Regions from separate parts of the Ovis canadensis genome. Here region 1 is linked to region 2. A link is a contact called in public Hi-C data. All regions are on one chromosome and are shown on one strand. Each heading gives the region's core, a stretch centred on a gene start, on an enhancer-like site or on the middle of the called end of the contact. The rest is flanking DNA. Distances are from core to core; before and after follow the strand shown.

Region 1 (6,585 bases), core at 3,680-6,179, 150 kb before region 2:
CTCGGGCAGACTTCCCAGTGGATTTGGCACGGTATTAGGTTTCTCTCTCCCCAGACCCTCCCTTCTCTTTGCTCTGCACATGTGTGCTAACACAATTAGAGAGAGGTTGCATCTTGCAGTAAGATAGCCTTTTTACAAAGGAGGGGGATCCTCTTAAAGAAGAAGGAAAGGAATTCAGAGGAGGGAACGTAGCACTCGAGAGTTTGAGTAGCACGGAGCAGGCTCTGTTCTCTCTATAAGGGCAGGCGGGCCGCAGGGAGGGTGGCCGGTGATTTCCAGCATCTAGTGTGAGCACCGGGTGCTAAGACTGTGCTAGAGAAATGGTCAGCTGTCTTTGCATTTGTTCATCTAGACTGTATCACTAAGGATCTGGTTGTTAGAGAACAAGAACGGGATTGTTTATGAAGGTCAGAGGTCCCAGTCTTCCGAGTTTGGTGGTCAACTGTTCAGAAATATTTCACAGTTTTAGTTGAAAACCTGAGCAGATGCTCCTGCTGTTGTTTACCCGTGGGGATCGGGTGACATTCTTCTCCCCTTCCCTCTTCCCCACCCCTCTGGGAACCAACCAATCACGCCAAGGAATGGATTTCAGGGCCTCTCAGGCCTCCTCCCAGAAGAGTGTGCCCAGCAGCAGTTCTCTGGAGCCTTCACCGGCAGGATGTTTAACTCCTGGGTGTCTGACTTGCCGTTGCAGTTAGCTCGTTCTGTTGTTCGCCATGCCTCTCTGAGCCCATCTAATGTTAAGTAAGCTTACCCAGGCCCCAAGGGAAGGCTCCTAGTGAGGCACAGTGCGGTGCTTTGAGCTTGAAGAAGCTGGTTTTTGAAGCCGTAGTTCTGCCAAAACCCAGCAGCATGACCTTGGGCAAGTTACTTTCCCTACTTGGACTTGATCCCCTTTCTGCTAAATTAGAGGGAGAGGAGGACAGGATGAACATGTATGACATAGCTGTGTATGCAAGTCACCAGCCAGATTCTCAGTTTTATGTACAGCTAGCCTGAGGTCTGGGGAAAAGCATTTAACCTGTGTTGAGTGCCTAGTTTGAAGCAGTTTGTTTTTTTATAGTTTGCCTTCTGCAGGGCAAGTGCTGTTCACCCAGTTTCATAGATGAGAAGAGTGAAGGCTAGAGTCTGTCCAGCTTGCCCAAGGTCAAATAGCGAGGAAGGCTCATCTGGCTCTAATGCCCACACTTTCTTCCATGCCACTGGGTTGGCTCGAAAGGCCCTCAAAGTCCTCCTAGCATTTTCAAATACTGTGATAGTTTTAACTCCTTAAAACTTCTTAATAGCTTCTGCCCTGTAGAGGGACTACTGTCTCCCTTTCCACAGCCCTGTTAGTAGAGCAGGTGCATAACTTTTCAGAAATAATGACATTTCTGCCATCTCCTGAAAGCAGCAAAAGAAAATGATACAGCCATCAGTTTTCTCTCTGCATCACAGGGAAGTCCTCATCCTTTAGAGCAGCGGTCCCCAACGCTTTTGACACCAAGGACTGGTTTCATGGAAGACAGTTTTTCTATGGATGAGCATGGGGGAATGGTTTCAGGATGATTCAAATGCATTATATTTATTGTACACGTGATTATTATTTCATCAGCTCCACCTCAGATCATCAGGCATTAGATCCCAGAGTTTGGGGACTCCTGATTAGGGCCAGCATCTCCTGCTTCCTCAGCATTCCCTTTCCTCAGACAGATATAGGTATTAATACTTCCTTTTTCTCTTTGCCTTGTGTTTTGATAGTCGGATAAGGATCTCTGGTTTAAGGGAAGGGTGAAATTTTGAGGAGATTTTTTAAAATCCCCTTTATTCAAAGCTTTTCTGTGAGCTAGAGACACACTATCGCATTTGCCCCTGGAAGCACTGTGATATGTATAGCCCTGTCAGGAGCTCCCTCTATCCGAGAGCTTGGTTTCCAGTGTAGTTTCTTATAAATGATTCTAGCTATCTGGCTGGGGGACATTTTGCCCCATGAAACATGCTGTGTTTTTTTTCCTGCAGTTTAATTGAATACTTCTAAACCCACAGAGAAAATAGCTTTCTTTAGGTGTGTTTCTATTGATTATTGCTGCTGATTTTAAATAAATTATAGTAGTAACCCTAAAATGTCAGATTTGTTAAGGAGTCATTTTTTATTTTTGTTGTGGGTTAAGAAAAATGACCATAAGCAAGTCTCTTAAGTTGTAAATTATGAAGCCAGGCACTGACCCCGGTGTTTTATGTACATAATTTCTAATTTTCATGATAAATGTGTACTTATAGATGAAGAAACAGTTAAGAGTGGTTATAGTACTTGCCCAGGTCACAGCTAATGACGGGTTTGGTACTTTGATTCCAGATCTGTTTCATTTCCAAACCTAAGCTCTCTCTTCAGTACCATGCTGCTTCTGGAAGATGATCTTGAGAGTTGATTTAATCATCCATGCCCGTTCCTCAGCACTGATCACCCCAGAAAATCCATACGCTTTCTTTTTAAAAGAGATGTACCGTTTTAGATGATAAACTTCACAGTTGGGGAAAAAAAATTAAGGGAAGTATTTTCTGGTCTTTGCCAACTTTTATAATCAGGTAACTTTTATTAATGTTTAGTTTGAATTATTTTTACTAAAATTTAAATCCATCACGTCTAATTGTAAGTGAAAATGCTAAATTGGTGGCTGTTCATCCTCAGATTCCAGAGAGTTAGGGGTTTCTACTGTGGTTTGGGGTGCACAGGAAGAGGAGGACCTTAGAGGATGAGTTATATATGAGTAGATGGAGAAAAGCAGAATTTTCTTGGGGTAAGGAATTTGTCATTTGCTCCATCATTTGGTACAGCCTCTGTCTACCATCTCTTTGAGCACCTTAAGATGGTGTTGAGAATCCAGTGGAAGATGGGTTGGTATTACTTAATGGCCATTTGCTTCACCCTAACTCTTTTCAAGAATTGCTTATGATTTTGTTCTGCCACAGTGATGCTGGGCTTTGCCAGTTGTGTGCAACGAGAGAGTCACACAAAAGAAGTATATTCACTACACAGTCTCTGCCATCCATATCAGCCTAACAAATGTTTCAGCAGCATTTACTTGTGTGTCTGCTATGTGCCAGTTGCTTGGCATAACACTGATGATTCTGAGATGAATAAGACATCCCTTTAGGATCTCATAGTGGAGTGGAATTTACAGTCTCATTTAGGAAACAAGACGTATAAACATGTAATTAATAATGAAAGGCAGTATATGCTTAAGAATATTTAAAAAATAAATGAACTAGGGGCAGCAGATTTTACTGGGGTTCTGAGATGAAAGGAGTAGGGTTTGCCAGAGTAGTAAAGACGGAGTTACTTTACAGTTTCATCCAGGGTATGCAATGGGGCAGAGCTGGGGTGAGATGAGGTTTTTGGTTTTTCGAGGTTTTTTGGTCACTTTCAGTGACAAGGCAATGGAAATGGTTCACAGAATTAAGGTAAGTACCCTAACATTGTGGATGGAGCTGTAGCCAGAGACTGGGAAGGAAGACTCCACAGTTAGCATTCTGAATAGGGAGCGTAAAGGTGGCAATAGCCAGTGTAAACCACGACAGTTTAATCCCTGCGGAAACTGCATGGTTAGGGAAAAAAGCTGGTTCCCAGGTTAGCATCCCCCCGCCCCCTGCCCCTTAGCTTTTTAATATAGTGTTCTCTATATTAGAAATGCCTTGCCACTTACTCCTGTTGGTTTTTAAAAGTTGGGAGACTTCAAGCTGAGTCCACACAGACAGAGACATCAGTAGGCCTGTTTGCTGTGTGCATGGCTCACGGTGGCCTTGTCCTTGATGGCTGCTGCATATTTATGAGTGTCCTTCCACAAAGCCCACCCAGGGAAGAGCTCTTCTTTTTCCTTTTTTAGGTTCCTGAAACTTAACCTAAAACTCTGAGGTGGGAGAACGTGTAGGGAATGAAGTTTCTTCCTTCTCCCTCCCCCTACTCCATAGTAGCTTAATTTAAGTACCCTGTGGAGATAAAGATAAATGTGAGAAACTTCAGGATGAAAAGAACATTAGAGACCGGAGAGGTCAGGGGAGGTCATATCAGGCTTAAAGTGGAAACTATGTTACAACCTAAGCAAGGAGCAACTGATAGGCCTATAAATAGGATTTTATCTCCTCTTAGGACATTTTTGGCGTGGTTGTAGCTTCCCATGTGGGGGACTATTATATTTACTAAAAATAAACTGTGTTTCAGAAGCCATTAAAGTAAGTCCCACTGAACTCATTTATGTTATTAAAAATGTAGTCATAGCCTGAAAATAAATTTATAGAGGTTGATGCATACTAACTGTTGAGAGGACTTGCATATTGAAGCCATCCTTCAGTTAGATCTGAGGTCAAATGGTCTGGTCCAGTTTAGTGTGGAGTATTAGGTAGGTTGCCTTCTCAGAAGACAGTGTTATTTCATTTCTGCTAGTCCAGGAGTCCCTCAAACCTTAGCTGTATATTCAGACTCATTCAGACTCATAAATGGGCATAAAGAGATGATAAGTGTATCATCTAAGAAAGACAGAGTAGTTCTAATTCTTCAGGAATCTTACTGCTTAGTTAAAGCTGCTTGGCTATGGCCATTCAGAGCAGAAGAATATATGAATCGGCCATACCTTTGGTATCCCTTCTGGGGAACAAAAAAATCCTTCAAGCTGTCTGAGTTTGTTCCTCACACTCTCCTTATCCTGATTGTAGTCCTTTAAATTGTGCAGCAAATACTTGGCATCTAGCTGCCTGTCAGCCAGTCTCTGACGCCTCTGGATAGTTTGTTCTCTTCGTGTGAGTATATTTGAAATTAGTAAGAAGCATTATTAGTTTTAGTAGCCTATGAGAAGACTAGGAAAAGCTGACATTCATTAAATAGTAAAACTGCTTAAAGCATATTTCTCAAAGTTATGTGACTGTGGGATTCTTTTCGAAATCTAGTGACATGCACAACAGAGCGCAGTGTGACTCACGTACATTCTCTTTGTGGATTAGTCACCAGACGTGGTCTCAAAGTTGAGTTAATAATGCCTTCAAAAAGTGAAATCATTTACTTTTTTTCAGACTTCAAAACTAGCTTTGGAGAAGTTAAATCATTAAGTGCAGAAATAAAAGCAGTTTAAAAAATGACTGCAATTAAGCTGTTTTTGTTTTAATATATGGCCTATGTACATGTTAAACATCTTTTTCCTGCTTGTAGTACTTCACATTTTATCCTTATTTCTCAAAGATGGCATCTCACTCTTAAATGATAGGTTGTTGCATACTCATTAGAAACTGTATTTATGTGTTTAGTATTTTTCTTTAGAATAAATAAATCAAATAGAAGAAATATTACTAGCATCAATTTATAAATTGTTGAACTACCTAATGACAGCTTGTGAAATGCTAAAAACATGGTAATATATTTTAAATGTCATATTCACCAACTGCTTTAAACCCTTTTCTACTGGTCTCTTTCTCCCCTTTATAACCACTCAATTCCTTTCTTTCTCCCAGTGCTTTTAAGAAGGAAGCTGAAGTTCCTGATGTAGTATTTTTCTGATAGATAAAGAGATAAGAAAGTTGGTGAAAGAGGTTCGACAAGTTCGTGGAATTCCTTGCGTCCCAAACCCAAGATTCTGTCTGTTTGCTTTCATCTAATTTTTCTTGTGTCTCACACTTATCAGCCAGCCGTTACAGTGGTAATGGCAATGATAGTGAATCATGCTCTGTTTACAGAATAGCTAGCATACTCTCTTGTATCTGGGTCTGAAGAAAACCCTGTGTCATTACTATCATTTTACAGATGACAAAAATGAAAGTATATATATTTGACTTTTTTATTACTGAAATTCAGGAATTGTTAAGTTGAATTTTCATTTCTGTCATACTGGTGTAGAATGGTTAGGAGCAGCAGATTGTGGGGACAGACAAGTTGATTTTTGGCCAAGACTTTCAGCCTAGACATTTCAGGATTCTTTGCAGTCTCTGTCTTTGTCGTGAGGCGTGTACACTATTAATATGTATAGAGCTTTCTGTGACGTTGAACTTTGATTTGTAAAGTTACAGTAAAATAATTGTTGAAAGTATCACTTAGGATTGAGTTCAGCTACATGCAACAGAATCCCCCTCCTCCTTTCCCCTTACCCCAAAGTGGCTTAAACAAGACTTGTCTTTGATGAAAACGGAGTATGGAAGTAGGCAGCTCAGGGCTGGTGTAGTGCTCAGTGGTTATCAAGGATCCAGGATCCTCACTGCTCTTTGCTTCTCTGCCTGTAGGATGTGACCCAGATGGTTGCTACAGCTCCGGCCGTCATTCCTGCATTTCCACGGAGAGTTTAGAGGAGGAAAAAGCTCCCCTCCCCTACTTAAGAAACCTTCCAAAAAGTCCCATATAACGTTGCTTCTCATATCTCATTGGCCAGAACTTAGCCTATGGCCACACCTAGCAGCAGCGGAGGTTGGGAGATACAGCCCTTTCTTGGAGGGTGTGTGTATTAATCCCTGGATGAAAACTGGGGTTTTGTTACTGAGGAAGAAAGGATATTGGGGAACCACTAGCATTCTCAACCTCGGGGACCATCAGAATGACATGACTTTACCTCCCATATGGTGCAGAAGACC
Region 2 (5,989 bases), core at 2,771-5,270:
AAGGAAAGAAAGAAATCCTCTTAGCTCTGTGTTTCTTATCAAGAAATCCCAAAATTATCAACAAGGCCTTCTTCCTCCTCTTAGGTTAGTAAATATGCCTGTAAAGATGGCTTCATTTTTAAGTCTTTGCTACCTTAATTAGAGTTTCTTTTAGTTTATAAGTACTTTTCCTTATAAAATATTTTAAAAGCATTTAAAAGTGAAATTTTGTTCCAGAATACTAAAGTCATATTGAAAAAAATCTTACACATGTAGGCTTCAATGTTAAACTTTGTCATTTGCTGACCGTGAGCTGCCAGTGCTTATGATACCATGCAGCCACTGTGTCACAGATGGCCCATCAACACATTACAGAAAGGAGGATCATAGAACACATTTAACAATTAGATTTGAAAGCAGAAATTTAAAAAACTGTGGGGCTAATGTAATTTAGTTAATGGAATTCAGAACTTAGATTTCGAAGTGTAATTTCTAATTTTCTCACCATTAGCTGTAGAAAAAAAGCTACACAGAAGGAAGAAGACCTTGCTGTTGCTCTGGGCCTTGTTGATGCTTGAGTCCTTAACCTCAGGTTGACTCCATGTCTTTACTTCAAAAGGAGACCAACAGGTTAATCCTTTCTACCCATGGGTGTATTTAAAAGACAAGTATGTATGTATGTATATGGGTATACAGATACAGATAGTCAATGCTAGAATTAAAAACTTAGGTGCTAGTTGGACATCAGATAATTTATAGTTCACTAATTTAACTGAAGGTATCAAATGTATGAGGCTGTGACAAACAGTTGAAATACAGCTTATAGTACTTCTAAAATGTGATACAAAACCTCATTACAACCTGCAACCTTTTTTAAAAGATTTGACTTTCCTATTGGAGGGCTCTCCAGGATTGGAGAACTGGCTTCCTGCCTTAGATGCTAGTGTGATAGATGGAATAATTAATTAGTAGCTTGCCCTTGTACAACTTGAGTTGTCAAAGTGGCTATAACATCTTGATATCAAAATTTGTTTCTGAAAATGAGTTCCCATTGATACTTTCAACACATATACATTTTAAAGGAACATTTTTCATTAAAATTACCCATAGTATTATATCCTAAGCTATATATTTTTTACAAAAAAATTCTTTTCAGCTTAGCATTTCACTTTCTAGATATCCAGATTGAAGGTGGAGGTAATCCACTGGAATCCTCCACGGATTGCTACCCAATCGTATAATCATTTAGATGCTGAGTCATCAGATCTTTCGGAATGATGAAATTGCTTTTATAAAAAATCTTGTCGAACAGTGCATATTGCTGGCCATCTCAGTTAAGAATATGTGTCATATATATAGGAGTGCTCATGGATGAAGCAGCAAAGCAGAACTTCCGTAAAAATAAAGGGTTCAGGTTATCCTACAATGGAATATTCAAAGAATGCTGGAGGGACAGTGAAGCTATTGAAAAATGAGGACTGTCTCAGAAAACTCTAAGAAGTTACCGCTCTACAGAGGAAAATAGCTTGAGAAATTGTTATAGTTGCTGAGTAGCGAGACAAGGACAAGGCGCCTAGAATGAAGCTGATGAAGTGCTTTTTGAAATAGCCCTGTAGTATATAGTACATCCTGCTGGTGTTGAAATTGGTAGCAGGATGATGACCCAGACTGGCTTTTCAGATATAGCGTGAACAAAGGAAGTAGAGGAAAGGGCATCCCACTCCTGTATTCTTGCCTGGAGAGTCCCATGGACCGAGGAGCCTGACGGCTGTGGTCCATAAGATCGCAGAGAGTCAGAGACGACTGAGCGACAGCACACGCGCTTACACACAAAGGAGTAAAGCGGGTTGGCTCCCTGGTCTCCTGCATTTTCTGCTGACGAATGAAAGCCTCATGGTTTGTTTGTTTCCAGTGTCTACGGTGGACAAATAAATTAATCCTATTGCTGTTCTATGGTATTCTTTCCTGTTGAATAGTACGCAGTTCATGTCACCAACTAGATCTCACTCCCACTATCTTTTAACGATTCCTTTTCTCTCTACATATGGAAAGAAACGAACACATTGAGTAGGCTTCAACAGATGTATAATTTAGGCAGATCTGGATAAGCAGTTTCTGAGCTCCAGCTGAATATATTCTTACTCTTGTGTCAATCTGTTTGTTTAAAATTCACATTGAAGAAAAGTTATAATCGACCACTGCCTAATGGTCTTTTCATTTGCTTAGACGAACATGAGTGCTGTCTTCTCCCACACCCAGTACCCACGAATCAAACATCCACACTATGTCTTAAATTGTTCCGTTCCCAGAGGAATTGATGGTGCTGTAAGACATAGGCCAAGTGAAGCTAAAATGGTCAGACCTCCTAACAAATTCATTTTATGACGCTGGCACCCAAATATCAAGCTTCATATAGAAGTTGCTGAGGAGTAATAGATTTGATTATTTTTTAGTATTAGATAAAGAGACATGTACATTAACAGCATGAAATGAGAAAGATAGGATTATTTTTAAATGTTCAGGTTCTCGGTTGACTAGTTTGACCCGAGTAACTCTATACCTCAGTTTTGGTCTGGCCTCACATGCTTTTTGTTTTATTTCATTATTATTGTTGTTAATCACATTATTACTGTTATCACTACTACTATAGTTCTTTATCCTTTTATTGGATTTCATTTCCCTTTACAAAATATGCATGGACCAACAATGTGACTTTGGGAGAGTATTGCTGAGTTGTTGCTGATGTCAGTTTCATACTGTGATATTTTTTTTTCTATTTACCAAGAAATGAGTACTTCAATATAACGATGTGCATGTTTTCCCCCCTTCTCCCGCTGCATGCAGGGATTCGGGTTCGTAACTTTCGAGAATAGTGCTGATGCAGACAGGGCCAGGGAGAAATTACACGGCACCGTGGTAGAGGGCCGTAAAATCGAGGTGCATGTCTTCAATAATTCAACTTCTGGTTTATATTTTTATTTCTCTTTTTATGTATTGCCTCACTTACTTCACATTTGGAACCCTGTCTTGTGTGTGGTGTGTGTATTGTGTCTCTGTGTCCTTCACTTTCTTGCACTAAAATGCTGTAAAATAACACTTCTATCCTCCTCCCCCCCATTTTTTGATTGTTTGGGGGTTTTCCTTTCAATTTACCTGTGTGCGAATGTATATGTATCTGATTTCATTTACTGTTTTCCTCTGAGATGTTCATCCTTCTACTCTCTTGATTTTTTTCCTTTGCTTCGGTTTGCGAGACTCTGAAGTCCTGTAATCAGGCCAAAATAAAACTAACTTTGAAAACGTCTAAAAACTGTCCAGTTTAGAAGTGTGTCCTGTAATGAATCAAGGGGCCAGCCAGTATCCTCTCTCTCTTGGGAGTCCAGTTTGCCTCCACCTGTGTCTAATAAGTAAGGAATAAAAGATAGTAGAGGTTGGGAGGTGGGGAGGAAAGAATCCAAAACTCATGTGGTTTTTAAATATATTTAATATCCAGAATTTCAGCAATTACTGGGTAAAATTCTCCAGCAGAGGGTTGGGTGGCCACCTGTAGCATGTACTAAAACTGAGACTGAGTTGGCCACCTGGTGCTCACTGGCCCTTTTCATCACACGGTGAAGGTTAACTGGCTCCTTTCCCCTTTCCCAGTTTTTAAAAGTATGAAATATAAAAGCCACCATTTTGAGTAAGATGTCTGCATATTTTGCTTTTTTTCCCCCCCTCCCTTTCCAATGGTTTAGCATTTAGGGCCCTTCACTTGACTCACTCTTTCCATGGTAACTATACACAATGCTGGCGATGGTGCCCGTTGGCGGTAAGTGAAACCAAAGCACTAGAGAAGAAGCTTTTTAAAAATGTAATTACGAACAAATAAGAAAGAAAAAGTCCATCTGCCATCTCACATTAACACTACAAAATGTGATTTGACTTGTTCCTCTTCCTTTTCCTTTCCCCCTTTTATTTTCAATGCTGTTGAGTAATGCCGCCTGGACTCTGGATGTACATATTGTTTTGTAGCCGTCTGAGCTGTTTGAGTACTGACGTCATGGTGATTTTTTTCCCCTTGCACATCTTACTCAGAGTTACTGAACTCCAGTTTGGCTGGTTTTATTAATGCACTTCCTGCCCCTACTTCCTTTCCTCCTTTCCCAGACCTCTGTTTGTAGCTATGACTGTCCCTTCTTTGCCCTTGACAGCTCTCTCTCCTGCCCGTGACAGCCTTCCTGACTTTCTCTCTTCTCTTCCCTTGCTTTTTGTTCTCCTGACCCACTCTCTTCCCATCCTCCGCCCTAGTCCTTCCCGCCCCTTCTCTGTTCTGTGCAGCTATTGGTCTCTTTGCTGACTGGTGGTTTCTGATTGGTTCTGGCCATTTTTCCTTTAAGTGCTTGGGTGCTTTCTGCTCTAGCAGCTAGTAGAAGCTCTTGACCCATTCTAATCCTTGTCTGTGAGAGCCTCGCTCTTCACTTTCTCCCGTCTTTCCAAAATTGATTGTTTTTTTCTTTCTTTTATTTGTGTGTGTGTGTTTTTTAACTGCATGCTCTCAGTCTCATCATTGTTGTATCCCATTCTTTCTTTTTAAATGTGAAATGTTGATATGATTTTATGGGCAAACTAGAGTAAATGAAGTTTCAAGCTCTTCCTCACATAGGAAGGTGATCACTATACAAATCTTAAAAAAACACAAAACATTTTTGGTTCCAACTCCACCTAAAATTGGTGGAGTTTTTGGTAGCAAATTTATTGCTATTCAAATTTAACGTAATATAAATCCACAGAGTGAAATAAAACATTTTGTATAATTTTTATGTTTTATAATTCTTTTAAAAACTGGTCTGTTTCTATGTACCTGACAGCATAGTATATAACCAGGTTCTATGGTAAGGCTCTACCCTCCTTGCAAGAACTTTGGAGCTGATTCTGACACTGGACTGACTACAGGATCCTGGCTTCTAAGCCCCATTCATCTTTTCTTTATCAGCACCATCTTCATAATGCCTACTTACCTTAGCACTGAGAATGCTTTAATTATGCAGTTCTGTAATGAGGGTAGAGAGTACCATAAAACAAAAGAAACATAAAGCTTTATTTTTTTTTCAATTCTTTTAAGTGCCTGATTTAACAGCCTTCTGAAAACTTTCTTCTTAAATGAGGAGGGCACATAATCAAGAAAATTCAAAATAGTCCTAAAGCCTATCAACATAGGAATCTAAGTTCCTATACTTTTTTTTTCAAACAGTAAAATGTTATACAAGCATGTAAACAACGATAAACATAAGAACAGATCAGATCCACAGATTTTTTTTCTCCTATCTTCCTGTAAATCTATTTCCTGAACCAATGTAGCAAGCCTTTGTTTTATTAATGAACTTCAAAGTTCACATGCAAACAGGGCTCTTTCCAATTTTTTCCATATTTTCCTCAGTGCAGAGACCTCTGTTAAAAGATCTCCAAAGAACTTGCAAATGTACTTTTTCTTTGGAGTCCTGGGTGGTAAAGTTGCCCTAGTTTTCCATTTGAAGACCAAGAAACTGTATTTTACTCTTGTTAGCCTCATTTAATGAACACTTTAATTAAAATACTATATATTAATATTTTATATTGCTGTAGTATTTAAATAAATTATCTCTGAAATTTGCATTGTAAACTGAATACTTTGTTATTGAAAAGCACCTCCATGTTCCCTAATGTGGTCTCCTTCCTCCCTGCCCCCCCTTTCTACTTTGTACCTGTAGGTGAATAATGCTACAGCGCGTGTAATGACCAATAAGAAGATGGTCACACCATATGCAAACGGTAAGAGGCTACGAATCATCTTCAGGAAAATGTCACTTATGTCATCTATTCTTGTATAGATACATGAACTTTTCACAAACATCAAAGACTTTCTTGATTTCAGTCTTCAATTTTTTTCATGTACATTGAAGTATTTTTTTTACCTGGCAGAGTTAATTTTTATAAATTACCTTTTTGGTTTTTTAAATTATTACAGTCTTAGTAAAATCCATGTTATATA

What was found. A called contact is a pair of places that touch in the nucleus more often than the background predicts.
Region 1: a contact with region 2 is called in a Hi-C map of fibroblasts, with 2.4 times the contacts expected there. The contact joins two enhancer-like sites. A contact is called at or near these places in 2 of 2 Hi-C or Micro-C datasets (fibroblasts and lung).

Annotation. Positions count from the first base shown.
Region 1 is chr3:185,419,920-185,426,504 of ARS-UI_OviCan_v2, reverse strand. The region is part of intron 2 of RBFOX2 (RNA binding fox-1 homolog 2); the gene reads left to right. Among named protein-coding and RNA genes, the nearest start is that of RBFOX2, 120 kb to the left of the region's middle. Within about 2 kb of position 4,929, the one cell type or tissue checked has open chromatin away from gene starts, as enhancers often do. A contact at or near this core is called in fibroblasts, where this site is marked.
Region 2 is chr3:185,273,937-185,279,925 of ARS-UI_OviCan_v2, reverse strand. It overlaps RBFOX2 (RNA binding fox-1 homolog 2), which reads left to right. Exons shown (of 14, transcript XM_069581115.1): 6 at 2,824-2,916; 7 at 5,709-5,769. Among named protein-coding and RNA genes, the nearest start is that of MB, 100 kb to the right of the region's middle. Within about 2 kb of position 4,020, the one cell type or tissue checked has open chromatin away from gene starts, as enhancers often do. A contact at or near this core is called in fibroblasts, where this site is marked.